Linked DNA regions of Mus musculus: all the other regions are linked to region 3. The links are chromatin contacts, called in public promoter capture Hi-C maps. All regions are on one chromosome and are shown on one strand. The core of a region is the stretch at or near the end of the contact, and the rest is flanking DNA. Distances in the headings are between cores, read along the strand shown. Region 1 holds the start of 2810459M11Rik (RIKEN cDNA 2810459M11 gene). Region 2 holds the start of Htr2b (5-hydroxytryptamine (serotonin) receptor 2B). Region 3 holds the start of Itm2c (integral membrane protein 2C).

Region 1 (4,469 bases), core at 1,735-4,234, 150 kb after region 3:
CGAGAATAGTCATTGTTCTAAAAACTGAGTCCCTGAACATCTAGGAAAAGAGATCTTCTCTATATCTCCACTTACCTACAAGACAAAATAACAACTATACTCTCATATGTGTATGTAGGATGAAATTTAATTTTTATGCCTTATAGGTCTACTCTATATTTTAGACTTTTTAGAGAGCTAATTCTTGTTTCCAGTTAAGTATAAACTTACTTACTTACCTGCCTAGGCCAGCAACTGTTGCACCTAGAAGAGACTAAAGCCCATATCACCTTGTATCACTTTGAGGAGCCTAAGGAACAGAGGCTCAGCTACTATGGCATTATGTGGTCCTGGCCACACCCCATGTGCCACCCTCCCATATCTAGAGAAGTTCATGTCAGTCAATCCTGAGCCTTCTCCCTGGCCACTGTTCTTCAGTTGAGCAGTGTGCAGTGGGAGTAGAGGATACAAAGTGTCATTGTCATGTGTTTCTAATCCCTTCCCTGGATGGTACAGCTCTGTTCTGTCTCCAGGTATAGAGGTAGGGATTGGAATGGGGTGGGGTGGACAAGTGTGAGGTATTCGCTTAACCTAACCCCTTTTATTGTCCTGGGTAGAGGATATGTGGGGGCTTCCATTGTTTTTACATTAATGTTTCATGGTTCACATTTCCTTGCCCCTTGCTTCTTGGGTATGGTCAGAGCTGTGCACACAGAACACCCAGGGCTGCAAATTCATCTTAGCTAAACATTATTTTTCCCTCAACACAGACCACCATCTGAAGCTGTCTGTTATGTGTTTACTTGTTTATTGTCTCTGTCCCCGCACAACCCTCACTAGTTGTCATCTCTATGGAGGTGAGCTTACCCACTGCTCCCAAGCACTGGGCTCATTGGAAGCTGGAGATGCCCAGTCTGCACAGATAAAGTGACTACATCACTGGCCTGGTGGTGCAACTCCATCCGTCATCCATCTCTAAACAGAAGACTTTTCCCACCCAGGTCCCAACCTCTGCTTTCAGCATCCCAGCACTCTTCCAGGGAATTCAAGAATCAGTCTGCAAAGACAAAAGCCCCATTACTGAGAACCAGACAAACCATATGGTGCCTTCCTCCAAGTACTGGTAGACAACTAGACAAAGAGACTTAGGGAAGGGAGCTTCTTGACCACCTTTGACTGCTTCATGCATACAGTAGGGACCCAAGAAAGATTCATTTTATGAATGTGCAAAACTCTCCAGGATGCTGGAGCATAATTATAAGGAGTTGGGAACAAGGTATTTTAAAAGAGGGGATTGGGGCTTTATGGTGAGGCCAGGGCTGGGCAGTAAAATGTCTTGACAACAACACCCTTTGGGCCAATTATTATGTAGTGGATGGATGGAGAAATAAAGAGAAGATACAAGCCCCAGAGGCTATTTGAATTTAACTTCATGTTAAATAGCATGTAAAAAGCATTTGTATCAACTCCAGTGTGCAGTAATAGCCACATGTGCCTTAGGGCAACTGCATTTGAACAGGGCAGGAAAACAGTTCGCAGAATGTTCTTTTGGACAAAACTGGTAGGACGTATGTTCCTGCTTCTGACCTGGATTTTAGACAAATAGTCATAGATGCATATACATGTACACACCTTACACCTATAGACCAACACCAGAGCACGCCAGCATCCCATGTCCACTTCTAGATCAGTGGCTCTCAACCTTCCTAACTCTGCAAGCCTTTAATACAGGGCCTCAAGTTGTGGTGACTCCCAACCAAAAAGTTAGTCTCATTGCTACTCCATAGCTATCACTCTGCTAGTATTGTGCATCATAATGTAACTGGCTTTTCTGAAGGGGTCACAAGGGACGGGTTGCTCTAGACTTGTTCTAGATTCTGGCCCATGGGGAACAACAGCCTCACATGACATCAGGTGGTACCCAAATGCAACAAGTGTTTGTGGAAAGGATGATCTTGATCCATTTGGAGGAAGTATTGGAGGCTGAAGAGAAGTGGTAGAGGAGGTCCCCTGGGTGATGGTTAATTCTAATTATCAAGGAAACACAACCCAGAATCACCTGGGGAGAGAGTCTCAAAAGGGGACAGTCTAGGTCAGCTTGCCCCGTGAGCAGGTCTGGGAATGGCCAGGATTATCTTGATCACCTTAACTGATGAGGGAAGACCCAGCCTGAAGGGTGTGACACCCTTCATTGGTGTGATTGTACAAAAATATTCCTATCTCTTCACTCATGGGTGTGGGTGTGTTGTGGCCAGCTGTCTGGAAGCTCCTGCCTCTGTGACTTCCCTGCAGTGATGGCTACAACCAGGAACTGTGAGCTAAAATAAGCCCTTTCTTCTCTTCCCTAAACTGTTTGGTGTTAAGGTATTTTTATCACAGCGACAGAGTTGAAGCTAGGATGTTATGCTTCCCATCTCTCTCCCGTTCTCACTCACTCTTCTGCTCCAACTGGGCTCCAAAGCTTACACCACTGGAAAAGCAGGCCCTGACGCCAAACCCTGTAGGACTACTCCGAAATAGCTCCAGAAGTTAGAAATGGTGGTACAGACTGTAATCCTAAACTGAAGCTAAAGGGTCTCCAGATTCTAGGCTAGGATGGTGAGATCGTGTCTCAGGAGAAAGAAAGAAAAAAAAAATCTGAGAGATGGTTTACCGATTAAGAGCACTGACTGCTTTTGCAGAGGACCTGGATTGGGTTCCCAGTACCCATGTAGTTGATTATAAACATTCACAACTCCAGATCCAGGAGATCAGACGCTGGTACTAGTGCAGATGCATTTAAGCAAAATATCCATACACATAAAACAAATAAAACGCATAAACAAACAAAACCATCTTACCCTAAGAGGGTACATTAGTCAGGTTAATAATGTCCACTCATCCTCAGTCCCCCACAAGAGCCTGTACTTTCTAGATGTCCTAAATGCTTAGTAGTCCTAAACTACTGAGTGTGTTACTGGGTATCTAAATGAACGAATGAGTGAATGATAAATTCAGTGCGGCGGGACAGGAGTGCGCAGGGGGTCTGGGCGGCTCGGCCCTCGGGGGCGTGTCGGCCGAGGCAGCGGCGGAGCTCCCAGCTCGGCGCAGGAGGCGGCGGCCAGCATGGAGAGCGAGCTGGAGGCGCTGGCCCCGCGGCCCGCGAGCCCGGCGGAGCCACCCTTCCAGGCGTTGGTGGAGGCGGCGGGTGGCCGCGGGCAGGTGCTGCTGGTGGGCGAGCTGTGGGAGCGCGAGCAGAGCCGCGCGCTGCTGAGGGACTTCGCCGGTGCCGTGTTCCCGCCGGAGTCCGCGCCGGGCAAGCCGGGCTGCGCAGAGGCCGAGAGCGCGGGCACCGCGGCGGCCACCGAGTCGCACGGGGCTCCGGGGGCGAAGGCGGAGCGAGCCATTCGCTCGCCGCTCGTTTTCGTGCTGTGCCGCGTCGGATCGCTGACCTCCCGGGAGTCGCGGCGCCGCCTGCGGGAGATGCTGCGGGACGTGCGCGACCGGAGGTGTGAGGGCGCCGCGCTGGTCGGAGTGCTGGTGGCCGACACGGGTGCGGATGACGCGAGGGCGCCCGAACTGCAGCTGCTCGAGACGCTGCTGCGCACGGTGTTCGGCCGCCAGGTCGGGGGCCCGGTGCAAGCAGCAGCCTTTCGTCCCGGCTGTCCCGCCTCCAGCCTGGCGGTCCAGGAGGCGGCCTGCAGAGCCCTGCAAGCTGCGGGGCCGGGACGACCAGGTGAGGCTGCGTGTGGGGTCAGGCTGGGCACTGGGGAAGGCGTCCCTTTAGACCGGTTGAACCCGTTTAGGCCACCCAACTCTGTTGAGGTAAACTGAGGCCCGGTGCTGGGAGGTCCCCAGCACAAGGCTTCTCAGCCTAAGGTGGACATGCTCTGGACATGGAATTGAGTCTGTCTGGCCAGATCCTGACTGCACATGAGATCGGGGGTGGGGTATCTGAGGGTACAACTGGTGGGAAGTGGGTAAGAAGTAGAGTTGAACTGCTCTAAACAACAACAATGTAGGAGTTGGAAACTGGGATAGAAGATGCAAAAATTTGGGTGGTGTGCGTGGGAAGAACTGAGTCTGGGGGGCGGGGTGACTGTAGCTTTAGGACAAGTTTGTCCTGGTAGGATTGTCCTCAGAGCTTTAGGAGAGGGGGAGCTATACAGGAGGCTCGGTGTGGAAGGGAGGAAGGCAATCGAAGTTCCTGGCAAAAACACAGAATAGGTGCCAGGGACGTATCCGGAAGGGTGTGAGGGACCGAGACCGTGACGACCTCAGTTATTCCTGGTAGCCACCGATCGCTGGCTGCTTCCGCCAGGTTTTCCTTCCACGCTCTATTCTAAAGTGTAGAGATGGTGTGAGCGCTTTTAGTCGGAGACTGCTCCGTCATGGGATCAGACGTCCCAAGGCAGCGTGTTTTGCTGCAAAGTACTGGGATTAAAAAGAAGGTCCTAAGTGGAGCCCTGACAAACGCTAGGAAAGCTTTCCACCGCTCAACTCACTTCCGT
Region 2 (4,327 bases), core at 107-2,606, 220 kb after region 3:
CGTACTGCAGCCTTTTCTCCAGTGCAACAGCCAGAATCACAAGGATGTTCCCACCAATGGTGGGTATTATCACCGCGAGTATCAGGAGAGCTGCCCAGTGCACTGTATGCCCCTGTCCCTCCACAGTCTGCTTCATTTCCTCTGCTACTGAGTCTGTCTCTAATCCAGAACGGTTAGTCAGGATCAGGTGATCACATGTCTTCTGTAAAATGTGCTCAGAAGTTGTGCTTTGTTCAGACATTTTATAAGATGAAGCCATTCGCCTTTTGGTGACTCAGTCCAGTTCCAGACAGTGGTCAGCATGGTCAGTAGCTAAGCAAGTCATCTGCTTTAGCAAAGCATTTAGCAAACCTACCAGACACTCACAGCCAAGGTGACTTCTTCCTTCTAAAAAGATTCAGGCTCTCGAAGATGGGACTGTGTACACGTCTGTCCGTGTTTGCAGGTAAGACATCCACATTTTAGATTTTCTAGAGGCTTAGATTCCAGAAGACTTGATGAAAGACACCAATAGATGTGGATGAAAAATGTTAGTTTATCATTTCTTTTTTTCTATAATTTTAAGACATGAATTTATCAGAGTTTCCTTCTAGATACAGAGGTAGTTATTTCTAAAAAGCAGTAAAAAAACACTAGAGCTTCCCCCTCCCGTTTTGATAGGACGGTATGTATTGTGACAGTGCAGCCAGTGCCCCCAGAGTTGATAATAGAGACGATAGCGCATTACGTGGTATCTGGCCCTTGGATACCTTGTCCCTTAACTTTAGAAAGCATTCAGAATAGTGGCCCACCAGTAAGAGGCAAGCCCACCTATGAGTAAAGAATTTACCAGCTAAGAACCTGAATGAGTGTTGATTTAAAAGCTTGTTTGTAACTCATTTTATAATTCTTAAAATAATTTCTTAAGTTGGAGAGAAAGTAGTACAAAGTATCACTAGCCAAATACTTGCTTTTAGTAGTAATCACTTCTTTCCACAAGATTTTAAATGTAATCAAATCAGTCTGCCAACTTTGAACCAGTTCTTTTTAAGTTCTTAAGTCTTCTTTACTTTCCCAGTTCCCTTGAGAAGCACTTTAAGAGGAAGATTATGTTATTTGTTCATTACACTGACAACTCCCATATTAAATTTGCCTTCATATTTATAATTTTTAAACCACTGAATAGATACAAAGGAATGTGGAAGCAGAGCTCCTGAAGATTAAAATGGGAACAACAAAAACCTGCTAGTTGCATATGAATTTGCTAAATACTCACCGCTTGTCTTCTGTGGCTTCCTAAGCCAGCCGTCCTGTGTCTGTTCAGTTGGACTCCCTCTCCTGGCAGATCCTCCCCCACTGACTTGCTCTGAGTCTTAGCGGCTGGTGCTCGTAAGCAGTGTAACAAATGTGTTGTGCAGCTGTCTGCCTGCCAGAGAGGTTGTTTCCTCTTTGATACTGTCATTATTAGAATATAGCTATAGTCATTGTAATTCATAAAACTCCTCGTTAATCGTGTTCCAACCAGTTCATGACCTGATTCAAGTTCTATTCTTATGTGTTCTCTTTGATATTTAGAGGGTAAACTCTAAACTTTAGCATAAGATGATTTTATTTGGAATGAGGCCTAGGCTGTTTTTCCCTTTTGAGAAAAGAAGATAAAATGGAGAGTCTCCTCCATTAGCTGTATAGCAGTTCACACACTTGGGATTTTTACCTGTGAGACAATATTTTCATCCAGCTAATGCCTTTGCTGTGGAGTGCAATAAATTTACTCATGTCACAGCCTTATATAGAAAAGCACAGAAAAAGCTGCATGCTGCTTGTATACATAGATTTTTGGCAGAAACTTTGTCACTGTTCATTTTTAAACAGCATCTGAATTTGGAAGCTGGTTCATTGGCAACTTCTTTTCCAGTGATTTTTAATTGGGAAAAGTGTATAATGTGAAGTAAAAATCTATTTCTGCCCTATTTCTGAAAAATAATGTATAAATCTTACCATGTATGCTCTTGAGATTTTCTCTAAACTATAAACCTGGCTTAACATTAAAGCTACAGCAGGGCAGTGGTGTCACAGCACTTAGGAGGTAGAGGCAGGCAGATCTATCTGAGTTCAAGGACACCCTGTTCTACAGAACCAGTCCTGACACAGCCAGCACTACACAGAGAAACAAAACAAGACAAAAAAAAAGCCTCTAGTATTCTCAGTGTTTCCTTTTTAAAGGGTCTTCACAGGTCTCTCAGAGTTTAATTGCTTCTTTACGTAACTGATGGGATTTGTGTGTTTCTTATTAAGCATATTCATACATATGCATAAGGCATTCCATCATGTTTCACATCCTCTTGACCTCCCTTGTCCTCCTTCTCATCGCTGCCAGCCCTCTTCTACTTTCCTGGGTTGAATCTTTGCATCAGTGTCCCGGCAGGCTGTTTTATTAGCTTATTTACAGACCATGGACACAGTAGCAGTGAGGGTACCACGGAAGAAAATGGCTTTCTCTTCTCCATCAACCATTAGCTCAGGATAATCCTCAAGATCTATTTATTTTCTTTCTTCTTTTTCTTCCTTCTTTTGGGTCATCATTCCTGTTTGATTTCTCATAGTACTTTTGTTGATTGCATTTCCTAAAATTCTTAAATTTTTGTTAACATCTTATTTGGTTTTTGCATGCGTGATGTGGGGAAGGGTGTGTATGGCTCAGCACACTGTGTGGTCAGAAGACAGTTTGCATGTGTGTCCCAATGATTAAACTCAGAAAGTCAGGCTTGGCAACAGGTTTCTTACCTGCTAAGTCATCTCACCAACCCCTATTTCCGATACCTGATTAATTGTTCTACAAGTTTCATAATACTCAGATTCAGTTTCTTTCTACTCATTTATTTTCTATTTCCTATTGAGAGCTAAGGCTGGTGGTTTGCATAAGGTCTGATTGATTTCAAGATGTTGATTGATAATCATGTTGAGATCTCTTGATTCTTTGTAAATTGCAAAACGGTTATACAATTTTTTAAAAGATTTATTCATTATTTTATGTATGTGAGTGTACTGTAGCTGTCTTCAGACACCAGAAGAGAGCATTGGATCCCATTACAGATGGTTGTGAGCTACCATATTGTTGCTAGGAATTGAACTCAGGACCTTTAGAAGAGCAGTCAGTGCTCTTGACCGCTGAACCATCTCTCCAGCCCCATGGTTATATAATTTTATCATGACTTCATTTACTATTACTTTAAATCATTACATGCACATATGTGTGAGCAAAGATTACTGTTAAGAGTTTTGCTTTCAGTGTGTTTTGCATTGCAGTCTCTGCTTAGATGCTTGTTGGTCCATCTAGAGCTGTCTGCTGAAACATTGACAAACCTACAAAGAGCTTATAGCTTTATTATACTCCTCAAAAGAGATTAAATGCCTAAACTAGTTTATTATAGGCTGTCTTTCCTTGTCCAAATACTTGTGTTTTCTAAAGAATGTGTCAGAGCTGGAATGTTACTAGACTAAAACTTAACAGGATTTTGTTTTTTTAAGGCTTTTGCATTTCCAGCCCTCACTACCAATTTCTGCTTAACTGCAGTCAACTGTAAGCCCTGTAACAGAGTTTGTGTTCCAAGCAAAATTGTTTTTTCTAAGTCTCATAAAATAATGCCATTTGAGAAACAAAACACTAAGTCGAGTCATGTCCTCTTTTGGGTGGTTTTCTGCTAACGGTGATGGGAGGATCAGCATGGCTAAGGTGCAGTGCGCATGTGCATGAAGACAGTGGAAGAGAGGCTCTGTACAATGGCTGTATACTAATAGGAAGGAAGGAAGGAAGGAAGCCCAAGGTGGGGGGGGGGGGGATTCAGGAAAGTATCAGGATAGCTTACTTACTCCTACTGCTTTCAAGTGCCAATTATGAAGTAAGTGAAGTTTTAAGATAGATTTTAGGTAAATTCTTTTCTACGAGTCAGTTTTCCCTGCAGTAGCTCACCCTTGCTGCATCCAAATGACAAGTTATAAAATTCTATGGGCCACTAGTTCCCTAAAAAGTTTCTGAGAAGCTGGGCAGTGATGGTGCATACCTTTAATCCCAGCACTCGGGAGGCAGAGGCAGGCGGATTTCTGAGTTCGAGGCCAGCCTGGTCTACAGAGTGAGTTCCAGGACAGCCAGGGCTACACAGAGAAACCCTGTCTCCAAAAAAAAAAAAAAGTTTCTGAGAAAATCTGAAAGTGAGAATCTTAAATCCAGCTTGTTTAATAACTGTTTTTGAAAGAACCTTTTTGACTGTTACACTGTCTTTTAAAATAGAGATCCAGCTATAGCAAGTTAGCACACAACTTCCTGATTCAGATCCAAAGCCAATTTCTG
Region 3 (4,393 bases), core at 1,567-4,066:
CCACGCAGCTCCCTCTGCAGATAAGCTCCGAGTCCAGATGGCAAATGAAAAGTTAGAGCTGCCTAGTTTCAGCCAGGGACTGAACACAGTCATCTGTCAATAAATCGAAAGCTACATATCACAAAATGAGAGGTTCTCAAGAAAGTGCCCCATAGTGATTTGTCCAGGCGTTGACTGACAACTGGGGCCAGAACGGCTGTGGTGGCATTTCTGTGGTAGCTTCAATCCAAATTCCCCTGTTCTGGAATCTAGAAACAAACTGTGGAACACACTAGAATGTTACACAATGAGAATGACCGGGCTTACAATTCCCACCAGGGGAAAGACTCCCACGGTCCTAGTGTTCAGGATCCAAACGCACACACAAAGGATTCATGTGTTGAAGTGTGTGTGTGTTTCATAATCAAGGCTCATAACGTGCAGGAAGTGAGCACGGTGGTTATACTTGGGTCACAAGCTGTGACAGATAGAAAGATGATGGTCTGTGGGTCTGCTAATGTTCTCCTATCTCTTCATCGGGTGCCTTGCTAAAACAGCCCTAAGGAAACTCAGAAAGCCACACACAGCAACAGAAATATCTGGAAAACGCATCACTAGTGAATGTAAGTTCACTAGTGCGAACTTACTCAAATTACAGTGGTGCCTGTGGCAGACTGGAGAGAAGAGTAGGGTCTTGTTTACTGAGGATTCTCCACAAAGCAGACTCTAGGAGTGACCAGCTGCATCATCACAGCCTCTTTCTGGGACAGCCCAGAAGACATCAGGGAAGGGAAATCGTCATAGCGGGCAGGACTTCAGGCAGCGCACTAGGTTGTACGTTTTGTTTGGGAAGAGAAATGTCCAGATATGTGCTTGTTCACTGGCTCATGGGCTGTAGCCAATGGATTGTCTGGACAGTGAGGGATCTGAGAAGTGCATGATGGAAAATTAGTGAGAAAAAAACATCTGGGGAAGAAGTATGTGGTTAGATCTCTACAGAAAGGCAAAGGATGTTGTGGGAAGCCACATGTGCCATTGCAGAGTGGCACTGACTACTGCTGGCCACCATGCATAAGTTTGGACAAACAACCAATGTGTACATATGCAGTAAAGTTTTTTGCAAAGACACTGCCTGGCCCGGACATGATAATGAGGCTTTGAGAGTATAACCAATCAGATGTGAGACATGCAAATGAGGTATGATAATGAGGCTCTGTGAGGTACAGAGAGAGAGAGAGAGTAGCCAATCAGATGAGGAACATGCAAATGAGGCTTAGTGCATAACCAATCCGTGTGTGAGACACGCCTCTTCTAGGCCTATATAAGCAGCACCAGTTCTGGGCTTGGGGTCTCTTCACCTCTGCAATCAAGCTCTCCCAATAAATGTGTGCAGAAAGATCCTGTTGCAGTGTCGTTCTTGCTGGTCGAGTCCGGCGCGTGCAAGAGGATGTGACATGCCTGTGTACTATGTAGTGCTCATCAAAAGGTGACTTCAGCAGGGGAGGAGTCCAGTATTCCAGTAGACAGATGGCCCGTTCTGTGGACAGTCAGCCTCTTTCCCCAGCCATCCCTGTCATTGTCCAATGGGCCTATGAACAAGCGGCCATGCCGATAGAGATGGAAACTATACCTGGACTGGCAATATGGACTTCCACTCATTGAAGTGATCTGGTAACAGCTGCAGCTGAGTGCCAGATCTGCCACACCAGCAGTGACCGTCACTGGCCACCATTCCCTGAGTTGGCCAGCCAGCACCCTGGTGGCAGGTCACCTACATTGGACCGCTTCTTTCATAGAAAGGGTAGTGCTTAGTCCTTACCAAAGTAAGCATCTACTCTGGTAATGGATTTGCCTTTCCTGCATGTAATGCATCTCTCTATTCTCTCAATTCCTGCAGTGCCAGTGGCCTTCGCACCATTTACATCTTTTACCATTATACATTTTACCATTTATATTCTACTGCCTTAAGCTATGTATCTCCTGGACTGCCTGGTTCATACAAGATCTAAACCGAGATACAATGGTCTAGTGCCTAAGGCAACTCTGTCCAAGCCGTGACAGGTAGGAGAGGGCAGCAGAGCCTACTGGACTGTCCTCAATACGCCAGCAGAATGCTCGGCCCCCATTACCAGCACCTTTGTAGAACTGACGCCAAGCACGGCAGGCTCGGTGCTATCACAGCCTGGATTGGGAACAGCGAGGAGAGATCTAGGACTTTGTTGTCAAGAGATGGCCCTGCAACATAAATCTTGGCTTCTTCCTAATACCCGGTGATACACTGCAGGAGCAGAGTCCTGACTGGAACCCAAAACCTCTGGCCCAGCCCCCCGTAATTCTTGTCATATTTTCCAGTCACGATTCCACTCCTGCAAGGTATTGTAGGTCTTATGCACCTCAAGTTACCCACCTCCACTCCCTGAAGGTTTTGCAGGATGAAGGATAGAGAAAGATGCATGGTGGAGAATGAAGGCGGTGGGGATGGATTTAGAATTCAGGATAGAGGCAAGCAGTTAGGCGTCTGGAGTTGATGCCCCTTTCCAGCCTAACACATGTTGGAGGAGGAAAGCTTAGAACAGTTAGTTACTCTGCGTCTTCTCTCAACATAATCAAAGATATCGAGGAGGAGGGAGATGCAGTTTGTTAGAAGCACGTTGCCAGGCAACGTCGTGTTAAACTACATGTGAGGATGCTAGTCATGGGCAGGGAGAAGGAAGGGGTCCAAGCTCTTGCGCGACGACTGAATGAATGAATATAAGCAAGAGGTGGAAGGAAATCTCAGCATTCTTCAGCTACAGTGCTGCCCGGTGCAGTTCGGCGCAGGCGTCAGGTCCTTCCTTGGAAGGCGGGGCGGGACGCGTTCGGGGCGGGGACAGAGGCGAGGACTCCGGAGCCATCCAAACTTCCGGTGCCTGCGGCGCAGCAAGAAGCAGGCATTGCGATCGAGGTTGCACTGGCAGGGGCTGCAGGGAGCAGGCGCAGGTCAACGCAGCCATGGTGAAGATCAGTTTCCAGCCCGCGGTAGCGGGCATCAAGGCTGATAAAGCGGACAAAGCAGCGGCGTCTGGTCCGGCCTCGGCATCTGCCCCGGCCGCGGAGATCCTGCTGACGCCGGCGAGGGTGAGAGGCTCCGGGTCTCAGATGGGGGCGGGGCGGGGGTGGGGGGTCATCGAGGGACCTAGGCATTCCCCAGTGGCCGCCACGACCAGCGGTACCTCAGAGTCACGAGCGGAAGCGGGATGAGAGGTCTGAAAAGGCTGCTCCATCCGCATCTGGGAAAGGGTCTCAGGACCTTCCCCACAGCGGTAGTCGAAAGCAGAACTGGTCCTTAAGTGGGAACGCACACAGGGTCTTTTCCAAAAGTGGGGGCTTCTGGGCGCGAAGTTCCAAGATAAGGGAAGGTGGCGGACCCATGAAAGTTTGGGGAATGTTGGTGAAGGTTTGCGTCTGGTTCCAATCAAGGGGCAGGGGCCGGGAAGCCAGTCCCCGAGTGGGGGAGGGGAGGAGGGTTGAACGTAGTTTCCCCCAAAGCGGGGCCGGGAAGGGGGGAGGTGATGAGGCCTGATTGGTTGGGGAATTTGGTTGGGGAATCTCTGGTTAGTAACGAAAGGGAGGTGCCATTGTTTTGGTCCTCAAATGGGGTCTGTGGTGGGTGGAGGTTACTGTTGGAACTGGCAGACCTAAGTCAGTGATGAGCCTTCTCCCATTTCACACCTGCGGGCCCTACTTCTTAGCTCCTTCTCTGGCTTCCAGCTACGTTGTTACCATCTGCTGAGTGGGCTCCTTACTGCCCCAGTGCCCTAGACATCCCTATAGTCACTCAGTTGGCTTTGTGTGGACTGGCCTTGGTGTGCCCCGCCTTCCCCTGGCTGAGGGGATCCAGGTCATTTCCGCCATGGAAAACTATGCTATGTGGAGTGTGTCGGGGAGGACTCGTGGCAGTCACTGACTGGAAGGACTGGTGACGGAAAAGCGGACCCAGCCGAGTTTCATTTTGCTTCAGTAAGGGTGTTTTCATGGCCACTGTCACACGCCCCCCAGCGGTCCTGGGGCGCACCAAGCCGGGCCTTTCGATCCAGACCGAACCTAAAAAAGCCCCTTCCACTTCCTCCTCCCGGATCAAGTTTTGAAGCTCTGATTCTGCCTTTGCCTGGGCATATATGAGGAACTCGTGGGGAATGATCTGGAAGAGGGGGTCATGCAGTGGGCCAGTCTGAGCAGAAACGGTGATGCCAGGGACTCAGGCAGCTCTGTTCTAGTCACTACAGCACCGAGCAATTCAGACACCAACAAGAATTCATTGGCCAACCAGGTGGGGGGGGTTGAAGGGTGTCTGAAGCCTAGGTGGAGAGGGACACCCCATACTTGACTTTGTTTTGCAGTTTGAAAAGTTTGCCCTGGGGTTAAGTTTCCTTAT

What was found. Promoter capture Hi-C pulls out the DNA fragments that hold promoters and counts their contacts. Capture Hi-C pulls out chosen DNA fragments and counts their contacts.
Region 1: a promoter capture Hi-C map of liver shows a contact between it and region 3. The contact joins the promoter of 2810459M11Rik here to the promoter of Itm2c in region 3. A contact is called at or near these places in 17 of 39 promoter capture datasets (the 3T3-L1 cell line, 3T3-L1-derived adipocytes, the C10 cell line and 11 more), 8 of 484 Hi-C or Micro-C datasets (Th1 cells, cerebral cortex, cortical neurons and 5 more), 16 of 115 datasets of contacts at active chromatin or transcription factors (astrocytes, differentiating embryonic stem cells, effector CD8 T cells and 12 more) and 3 of 9 other capture datasets (adipose tissue, liver and pancreatic islet).
Region 2: a promoter capture Hi-C map of the HPC-7 cell line shows a contact between it and region 3. The contact joins the promoter of Htr2b here to the promoter of Itm2c in region 3. A contact is called at or near these places in 4 of 39 promoter capture datasets (the C10 cell line, the HPC-7 cell line, cranial neural crest and 1 more) and 2 of 9 other capture datasets (adipose tissue and liver).

What each region holds. Positions count from the first base shown.
Region 1 is chr1:86,042,879-86,047,347 of GRCm38.p6, forward strand. It overlaps 2810459M11Rik (RIKEN cDNA 2810459M11 gene), which reads left to right and starts at 2,985. Exons shown (of 3, transcript NM_001144993.1): 1 at 2,985-3,694. The coding sequence starts at 3,085.
Region 2 is chr1:86,110,624-86,114,950 of GRCm38.p6, forward strand. It overlaps Htr2b (5-hydroxytryptamine (serotonin) receptor 2B), which reads right to left and starts at 1,357. Exons shown (of 4, transcript NM_008311.3): 1 at 1,256-1,357; 2 at 1-493. The coding sequence starts at 259. All of the region lies in intron 16 of Psmd1 (proteasome (prosome, macropain) 26S subunit, non-ATPase, 1), which reads left to right.
Region 3 is chr1:85,891,694-85,896,086 of GRCm38.p6, forward strand. Itm2c (integral membrane protein 2C) reads left to right here and starts at 2,817. Exons shown (of 6, transcript NM_022417.3): 1 at 2,817-3,096. The coding sequence starts at 2,971.